Regions from separate parts of the Macaca mulatta genome. Here region 1 is linked to region 2. A link is a contact called in public Hi-C data. All regions are on one chromosome and are shown on one strand. Each heading gives the region's core, a stretch centred on a gene start, on an enhancer-like site or on the middle of the called end of the contact. The rest is flanking DNA. Distances are from core to core; before and after follow the strand shown. Region 1 holds the start of HSP90AA1 (heat shock protein 90 alpha family class A member 1). Region 2 holds the start of DYNC1H1 (dynein cytoplasmic 1 heavy chain 1).

Evidence for each region. A called contact is a pair of places that touch in the nucleus more often than the background predicts.
Region 1: a Hi-C map of blood shows a contact between it and region 2, with 5 times the contacts expected there. The contact joins the promoter of HSP90AA1 here to the promoter of DYNC1H1 in region 2. A contact is called at or near these places in 3 of 14 Hi-C or Micro-C datasets (CD4 T cells, blood and liver).

The regions. Positions count from the first base shown.
Region 1 is chr7:175,437,210-175,441,837 of T2T-MMU8v2.0, forward strand. HSP90AA1 (heat shock protein 90 alpha family class A member 1) reads right to left here and starts at 3,299. Exons shown (of 11, transcript NM_001195667.1): 1 at 3,241-3,299; 2 at 2,481-2,642; 3 at 2,025-2,391; 4 at 1,571-1,704; 5 at 956-1,276; 6 at 675-840; 7 at 59-249. The coding sequence starts at 2,642.
Region 2 is chr7:175,312,969-175,317,349 of T2T-MMU8v2.0, forward strand. It overlaps DYNC1H1 (dynein cytoplasmic 1 heavy chain 1), which reads left to right and starts at 2,792. Exons shown (of 78, transcript XM_015144508.3): 1 at 2,792-3,166. The coding sequence starts at 2,911. The region is part of intron 2 of LOC144330421 (a long non-coding RNA gene); the gene reads right to left. LOC144330422 (a long non-coding RNA gene) reads right to left here. Exons shown (of 2, transcript XR_013396582.1): 2 at 2,792-4,222. LOC144330412 (a long non-coding RNA gene) reads left to right here and starts at 3,247. Exons shown (of 2, transcript XR_013396572.1): 1 at 3,247-4,381.

The DNA of each region.
Region 1 (4,628 bases), core at 2,049-4,548, 120 kb after region 2:
AAGAAATCTAAAAAGAGGCCAGCAGGAAAACTACCAATGGTCAAATATTTACACCAACCTTTATGTTTTTAGAGAACTGCTCATAGAACTTCTTGTAGTTCTCTTTATCTTCCGCCAGTTCAGTAAAGAGTTCTAAGCATTTTTTGACCAAATTCTTCCTGATAACTTTCAAAATTTTGCTTTGCTGCAACATCTCACGGGATATATTTAGAGGGAGATCCTCTGAGTCTACCACCCCTCTAATGAAGTCTGAAAAAAATATAAAAATCAAATGCACTGAGTCATTCCAAGGACAAAACTGGTACTATGTAAACCCCCAAAAGCAAAGACAAGAACCTGGAGATGATAGGAGATTATTTTTGAGACAGTGTCTCACTCTGTTGCCCAGGCTGGAAGGCAGTGGTGCAATCTCCGCTCACAGCAACCTCTGCCTCCCAGGGGGGTTTTCAAGCTATTTTCATGCCTCAGCCTGCCACCACATCGGGCAAATTTTTCTAATTTCAGGAGAGATGGAGTTTCACCATGTTGGCCAGGCTTGTCTTGAACTCCTGACCTCAAGTGATCCGCACACCCCGGGTTCCCAAACTGCTAGGATTACAGGTGTGAGCCACCATGCCCAGCCAGAAGTATTTCTTTAATCAGTGACAGTGATTATTTTTCCTATCTATACTTACTCAGATATTCAGGGATTAGCTCCTCACAGTTATCCATGATGAAAACTCTGCGTACATACAATTTGATGTTGTTCTTTTTCTTTCTGTTTTCAAACAGGTCAAAAGGAGCACGTCGTGGGACAAATAGAAGGGCTCTGAATTCCAACTGCCCTTCAACTGAAAAATGCTGTAATAGAACAAACACACTAAGTATCAATGAACAATGCATTATAGCAGATATTTGGGGTGGTGGGATGATAATCTAAAGACAAGCTTGAAGCATCCATCAGTCCCTCACTCACCTTCACTGCCAAGTGATCTTCCCAGTCATTGGTCAAGCTCTTGTAGAATTCTCCATACTCCTCATTAGTAATATCGTCGGGATTTCTGGTCCAGATGGGCTTTGTTTTGTTGAGTTCTTCTTGATCGATGTACTTCTCCTTAATCTTCTTTTTCTTCTTCTTGTCACCATCCTTCTTTTCTTCTTCTTCCTCATCAGAACCAACATCTTCAATTTCAGGTTTGTCTTCAGACTCTTTCTCTTCTTTTTCTTTTTCTTCTTCTTTGTCTTCTTTTTCTTCAGCCTCATCATCGCTGACTTCTTTATCACGTTCCTTCTCCACCTTCAAAAGACATGAAATCGCATCACTGCTGCACTCTAGAACTAAGTCATAGCGCTGCCCCACTACTTTCAACCTAAGGCCAAAGCCTAAATTACCGAGGATGAGAAGCAGCCAGGCAGCTTCTCATCAATATTTGATATATCTACTTAATAACCCGAGGAACCTTCACAGTTAGTAGAGCTTAGGTTCCCCAGGCTTCAAACTAGTTCAACAGACCTAGGAACTAAGGATGTAGTACAGTCACCCCAGTCACCTACAGACAGTAATTCACTCTGCAATTATGTAGAAACTTACAAAAAGAGTAATGGGATATCCAATAAACTGAGAATGTTTCTTCACAATCTCCTTTATTCTTCGTTCCTCCAAGTACTCAGTTTGGTCTTCTTTCAGGTGTAGGATAACCTTTGTTCCACGACCCATAGGTTCACCTGCAAGAGAAATAAGGAAAATTGACTCAATAATACATTCAATTTAGTGCTCAACGCCATGCTTAACCCTTATAACGTGTCTATGAAGCGAGGTTTGCCCTTACTACAGATGCAAAGGCTCCCACAGCAGATCTAAGTGCCTTGCCCAAAAGAAGTAATCACCAAGTCATGCCATTACACACTAATTCAGAGCTCTAGCTTGTTCCTGATCCTTGGGTAAACACACTTTCTGTGAACTTCGCCGCATCCCCAGGGGTCCAAGGGTTGCAACACCCCACCATTCCGCCACTGACTTAACCAGTGAGTGTTCAGGTACCTACCTGTGTCTGTCCTCACTGTAAATGATCCCCCTGCTGAGGACTCCCAGGCGTACTGCTCATCATCGTTATGTTTGGTGATCACAGTTACTTTCTCAGCAACCAAATAAGCAGAATAAAAACCAACACCGAACTGGCCAATCATGGAGATATCTGCACCAGCCTGCAAAGCTTCCATGAACGCTTTGGTCCCAGACTTGGCGATAGTACCAAGGTTATTGATCAAGTCAGCCTTGGTCATCCCAATTCCAGTATCCACAATAGTGAGGGTTCGATCTTGTTTATTTGGTATCAGGTTAATATGCAGCTCTTTCCCAGAGTCTAATTTACTGGGATCCGTCAAGCTCTCATAGCGGATTTTGTCCAATGCCTATTAACACAAAATATTAATTAAGCATACAGCCCCCAAGAAGTTCATATTGAAACCAAAATCCTATTCTGGGTTAATAAACGACTTACATCTGATGAATTTGAAATTAGCTCTCTTAGAAAGATCTCTTTGTTCGAATAAAAAGTATTGATAATCAATGACATCAACTGGGCAATTTCTGCCTGAAAGGCGAACGTCTCAACCTCCTCCTCCTCCATCGGTTGGTCCTGGGTCTGCGTTTCCTCAGGCATCTGGAACGACACCGCGCCGGTTTAAAACCCTGCAGGGCGTCTACAGGGGCAACACGAGATTCCATCGCGTCCTCCCAATATTTTTAAAGCCGGATTGCAGATTTGCGAAGTTTAAGTAAACCGAAAATAGAAGGGCGGCTGACAAAGGATGACCTCATTTCGGAGCGCGGTAACTACCACGAGCGTGTGCGCGCTTCCGGGAGGCCACTGCAGGCCCGGCCCAGTCCCGCGCCGCGGTCCCCAACCGACACCCCGTGTGCCCTCCCGCGCGGGCCGCGGCTCCGCCAGGGCGGCCTCCTCCGCCTGCGCCCCAGCTGGGCCGCCCGGGGGGCCCCCAGCCAAAGGGCCGCTCTGCTCGCGTGCGGCGCCAGCTCCGGGGCTGCCGCGGAGACTCGGGGAGCAGCCGCCCAGCCCATTCCTGAGGCGGGCTGCGGAGACAGCAGCGGGCCCACGGCCTCCGGAATAGGCAGCGCGGCCTCCCGGGAGAGCGGCCCTGGCGGGTTCAGGGCTCCCGTTCGGCCCCCACAGCCTCCGCTCCGCGCCAACCGCCCCCACTCCCCAATCCACCTCCACAGGCCCCCACAACCGCCCCTCACACCTTGGCTAAAAGGCTGCAAACGTTCCACGGCACAGCAGCACCAAGACGCTGAAGCAACTGACGCGCCGCCCCCGCGCCTGCCTTATATAGCGACGGGCCCGCCCAGCGCGCGGCGCTTTTTCCAGAAGCCTCCCGAACCTTCCGGAAGAACCCTCCCCAACCGCCGCCGCGGCCGCGCGCCTGCGCCTGCGCCCTCGCCGTGGCCCGCCCCTCCCGCTGGCGCGCGCAGGCCCTGCTCATGGCCCAGCCCGGGAAACCTTCCCTCAATCACCGCCCCGCGCCTCTCGCACGCCCCCGCGCCGACCTCAATGCGCCTGCGCGGCCTGGAATTCTCGGGAAGGTCCGGGCGCCTTCTGGGGCCGCCCGCGCCCTCCTCCCTGCACTCCCACCTGCCGAGCGCGGGCGGAGGGCACGCCCGGGCGTGGGGGCCTTTGAAGTGAGGTGTAGTTTGGTCACCCGGGCTGCGCAGAATGCGGGGCTGGGGCGGGAGGCGCGCCTGGAGGGAGGGCCGTGCGTGGACGGGGAGCGCCCCGGGTCTCGCACGCCCGGGAGACTACCGGAGCCGTCATCCTCACGGACGGCGCGCCCGCTGCCAAAAAATCCAGCCGCAGGCGGCGCCGGGATCGCGGGGCTCTGCTCCCTGGGGGCCTTTGGGCTGTTGGCTTCTAGCTGCTGCGCGCAGGGGACGCCGTCCCGCGGCCTGCGCGCTCGGGGAGTCTCCAGACCCACTGCTGGCTCAGGAGCGCTCCCTACCTTTGGGTTCCCCGGAAGCCATGTCCTTCACACTTCAGGGTCCCTTAGCTTGGGAATCGGGCCCTTGGTGAATAAATTCATGCTTACCCAGCTACACCCGGCATGCTTTTTAAAAGCCCATCGTTTTGCCGATCGATTTGAGGTCTCCAAATTAAGTATCTAACACTTGACATTTTGGTGATTAACCTTCCCTAAAAGACAGGTTTGGTGTTTTTTTGTTTTTGGACAGGCTGTCCCTCTGTCGCCCAGGCTGGGGTGCTGTGGCACAATCTTGGCTCACCGCAGCTTCGACCTCCCGGGCTCAGGTGATCCTCCTACTTCAGCTTTCCGAGTAACTGGGACGAGCGCGGGCGGAGGACCACAAGCGCGGACACCACACCCGGCTAGTTTTTGTATTTATTTGTATAGTTGGGGTTTCACCATGTTGCTCAGGCTGGAAGAACCAGTTTCTACATGAGAATTTTCAGATATTTTGGTCAAGGCCAGCTATGAGAACCTTAGAGGTGTTGGGGTTCCTTAGACTTGGCTCCCATGCCTCGTCCATGTCCTCTTCCTCTCTGGCGCCTCCCATGATTGGGCCTCCTCCTGCCTAAACTCATAGCCAGGTCCTCGGAATAATCTGGAAGCTCCTTACC
Region 2 (4,381 bases), core at 1,542-4,041:
CTGTCCTGCAGGCTGGAGTGCAGTGGTGAGATCACAGCTCACTGCAGCCTCGACCTCTACCTCAGCGTTCTGAGTAGCTGGGACCAAGGGTGTGCGCCACCACACCTGGCCCAATGTGGAATTTCCAGGGAGTGGAGGGGAGATCCTGGGCGTAGAGCCCAAAAGGGCTGGGGCAGCAGTGGTTCCTCTGAGGGGGTTGGTCCTGCCCGAGGGTTGGGAGAGGGAGAGGAAGGATGGTATGAAACTGGGCACCCGACTTGAGACTTGGCCTCGAGGAGACATTGTGTATGGTATTTTTAAGAGAAGGGTGGGAATGGATGGGATCTCATCCATGCAGACAGTTCATCACTGGTTTCTGATAGGATACAAGTGTCCTACCAGCCACTATCATCCCACATCAACCTAGAACGAATTCTCTCTCCAGCTTGCCCTGCCCCTACCCTGCCCAGAGTCTGTCCAAGCAGACTCTACCACAGACAGGAGAAAGCTGAGGCAGCAGAACAAGAGATGGGAGAGGCCAGGTTTGGGTGCGGGGCCCTACCCTCACCAGGGTCAGCTTGGGGTGTGCTGGAGCCAGAGTCCTGTGCCAGGAGGCAGAAGGAGCACCTCGAAAGAAGCTCCCCACACCCTTCAGCCCTGGCACAGCCCAGCCAGCCACCCAGGTAATGCACTTAAAGTGCTCAGCACCCAGGCAGTGTTGACTGCTCTTCTCATTATATATTAAATACAACAAACATCTTTCAAGAACAAAAAGCAAGCATGTTTGGTCCATTTATGAATCCTTGTACACTGATTGTTCAGGTTCCTTCAGTTCCCATCCAGTTAGAAATAACAAACATGTTTCATTTTGAGCCTATTCTACAGGGCGGCAAATCCGGAGCCTGCAGTTTGTTCTCTTGGCCTGGGGCCAGGTTGCAGATGTTTGAGTCCTTTGGATCCCCGAGTGGCTGCGTCTCCCAGCCTGGTGCTGATTCACGGTGCAGACGGCATGCAGCCTGCCCATCAGCCAGGTCCCTGCGGGTTTCTGAGTCTCAGATGGTGGATGGCCTATTCAGAGTTCACTGACCTGCACCTAATAGAGTTTCCTCTTTGCCCCTCTTTCTACCCCTAAAGTACATGTGAGGGGAAACCCTCTGCATAGTGCCTAGCACACAGCGAGCACTCAGCGTTCGCTGTCAGTGGTGTGTTGTTATTATTCATTACCATTAGGATCATGCACAAATTCATTGCAGTCGCCTATTTATTTTTTCCAGGAAGATTATTCAGAACTGCTTGGGCACATCACACCAGGGTGAACTGATGGAGAGCAGGAAGATGGGGTATTAATCTGTCCCCTCTTTCACATGCTCCTTAAAGACAAGAATCATCTGATTAGTCTCCGTGTTCCAGCAACCCCCTGGGACCCAGCAACCGGTAATTAGGCAAGGAATAAGCTTATTGTATGTTTCACAGTTTTTCAAAGATGATTTGGGAGAATCAGATCATACCATCATCATTCCACCAATCAGGACTGAGCACTCTGACAGTGCACTTTATTGTTTAAAAAAAAAAAAAAAAAAAAAAACGCCATTGCTTCCCTCTCTCCACCCAACTTAAGAAAGAAGTTATGTATGTGAACTTTCAAAGGCCAATTACTACCCCTTAGAAGAACCTGCCATCTCTAAACTACAAATATGGGCAGCCTGGATTCTATTTTTTTATTATTTTACAAAATTTTTAATTTTTAAATATACACAGACATGGGGGTCTCACTATGTTGACCAGGCTGGTCTTGAACTTCTGACCTCAAGCAATCCTCCCAGCTCAGCCTCCCAAAATGCTAGGATTACAGGCGTGAGCCACCGCACCCAGCTGGGCAGCCTGGATTCTGGCCCTTATGTAGTCATGGTTTAGGGGAGGAGGTGGTGGTGGGCCAGAGCTAGGGGGAAACTTGGTGGGCAGGCAACCCAGCCCCTGCCTTGTACTGACTCAGATACTGAGGCCCACAGAATGACAGTGCCAGTTCTACGTGGCTGGAGGAGCACCACTGCTGGCTGTTCTCAGTAGGTCTCCCTCTTGTTCCTCATAGCGACCTTGGGGACAATGATTTTTGTCATTAGGAACCAGATCCTATCACAGCTTGGTTTTACCTACAGTGAAGGTGTCATTACTGGCTTAACCTTACACTGCCCTGAAGGCCCCCTCCCCACTTGTCCCTTTCCAGCCTGGCAATGGGACCCTCTGAGCACGCCCCTCATCTCCTCCCCCTCTGAAAAGTATCCTCAATCTCCCCGTCTATATCTAATAACACATCTGTCGTGCCTATATTTTGGTACCTGATATGTAGTCATTCATTCATTCAGTGAGAGAACATTCAATGAGAGGTTAAGGGCTTAGAACAACACCGGGCACAGGCTAAGCGCTCATTAAACGTTAGCTCTCGCCAATAACATCACTCATTCACTATAAAGTTTCTCTGGCTGTGTGCTATTCGCTGAGTCCACAGCAGTGAAGAAGACAGACACGGCCCCGGACCAACCTTGCCGAGCCCAGGCACCGAGCCAGGACTTTGAGCCAAGTCCGCATCTCTAGAACTCGCAGTGCGGTGGATGCGGGCCCAGCCCAGCGCGGAGACTACAAGTGCCAGAAAGCTGCGCGGCGGCATCGCCGGGCCCGCCCCCTGCGCATGCGCGACTCCGTGACGCTAAGGCCGCGAGCGAGCGCGGGTGGCTGCGGCGGCTGCGCCGGCGGGGCGAGGCGGGGCCAGCTGGCAGTGGGTGCCTTTAGGGCGGAGCCGGCTCCGGCTTTCCTCAGTCCGCCGTGGGCTAGCGGATGGTCCTGCTTCCGGCGGCCGTTTCTGTCCCTTGCTCGCTGTCTCGCTGAGTCGCGGCCGTCTTCTCATCGCTCCTGGAGGGTCCCGAGCGCGGCGCCATGTCGGAGCCCGGGGGCGGCGGCGGCGAGGACGGCTCGGCCGGCCTGGAAGTGTCGGCGGTGCAGAATGTGGCGGACGTGTCGGTGCTGCAGAAGCACCTGCGCAAGCTGGTGCCGCTGCTGCTGGAGGACGGCGGCGAGGCGCCGGCCGCGCTGGAGGCGGCGCTGGAGGAGAAGAGCGCCCTGGAGCAGATGCGCAAGTTCCTTTCGGATCCGCAGGTCCACACGGTGCTGGTGGAGCGCTCCACGCTCAAAGGTGCGGGGCCGCGGAGGGCGGGGTCGCCAGGGCCAAGTCTCGCGGAGGGCAGGGCCTGCCAGGTCCTCCGGGGCCGCAGATGTTCCTGGGATGGGAGGATCCCGGCGGCTGCAGATGACCCCGGGATGGGCAGAGCCCGGCGGCCGCAGACGTCCCGCCGGCCGGGTCCCCAGGGCCGCAGACGCCCCGCAGAGGCCGACGCGGCGCCCGGGGCTCGCCCTCGCCACACGCACTGCCAGGCCGGGAGCCCCCAGGGCGCCCCGCTTCTCGTCGCGGGGAGGGGAGAGGAGTCCCCGTCTGCCGTCACCCAAAACAATGGGGTCGCTTTGTCTGCTCGGGCCTCTCAAGATGGCCGAGTTGGGTGGAGACAGCGTCTCCCTGGGCTGAGCGCGGACGAGGCCGCATCCCTGCCTCCAATGTCACATGAGCTTTTCGGTTTCGATTTGTGTCCAGGCCAAGCGGCCTTCAGGAGGGATGTGTCGGGGACAGATCTGCGGAGCCGGGGGCAACCGGGGTTCTGGTTCTGGAGGAGGTCGGGTGGGTGTCCCAGCCGTGCCTTGTGGGGACCAAGAGGCCGAGGCCCACAGAGCGACGGTGCCAGCCCCGGGCCTGCGAGCATCACTGTTGTAGGTAGATGCTCTCACAGCATCCTTGCTGAACGAGTGTATCCTGATTTTACACCTGAGGAAACTGAGGCTCAGGTTAAGTGATTTCACCCAAGGTCACCAGCTAATCCTAGTCCTGAGACTAGCTCAGTATCTCAGTTCCCTGTCCATTGCTTGTTTTCACTGATCATACCTCATATTTGTTTAATGCTTCGATGATCCTAATGTAATATTCGATGATCCTAATGTAACAGATGATCCCTGTAATATTTGAGTCTAATTTTACAGATTTTAAAAAAAGGTTCAGGTTAGGCTTCTAGCAGGGGGAAGAGGCAAGAGTTAGCATATTCCAACTGTCTCCTCAAATAATGATCGCCCACCGGCAAGATTACATTCATCTAAGTCTGGGGCTTGCCTGCAGGCAGGCTTTCTCATGGTTTCATTACAACCACTTTGTAGCCCATTACAGCCACTTTGGGTGTGGCATGTCCATTTAAGAACCCAAGGATGATGTCCAAGGTTAGCCTCTAGGGATTGGAGATTGTCTAAAAATGTTTGCCAACAAGTTTCTTAAAATTTCAAAAACCTGTGTGGTTCTGTCAGTAAGAGA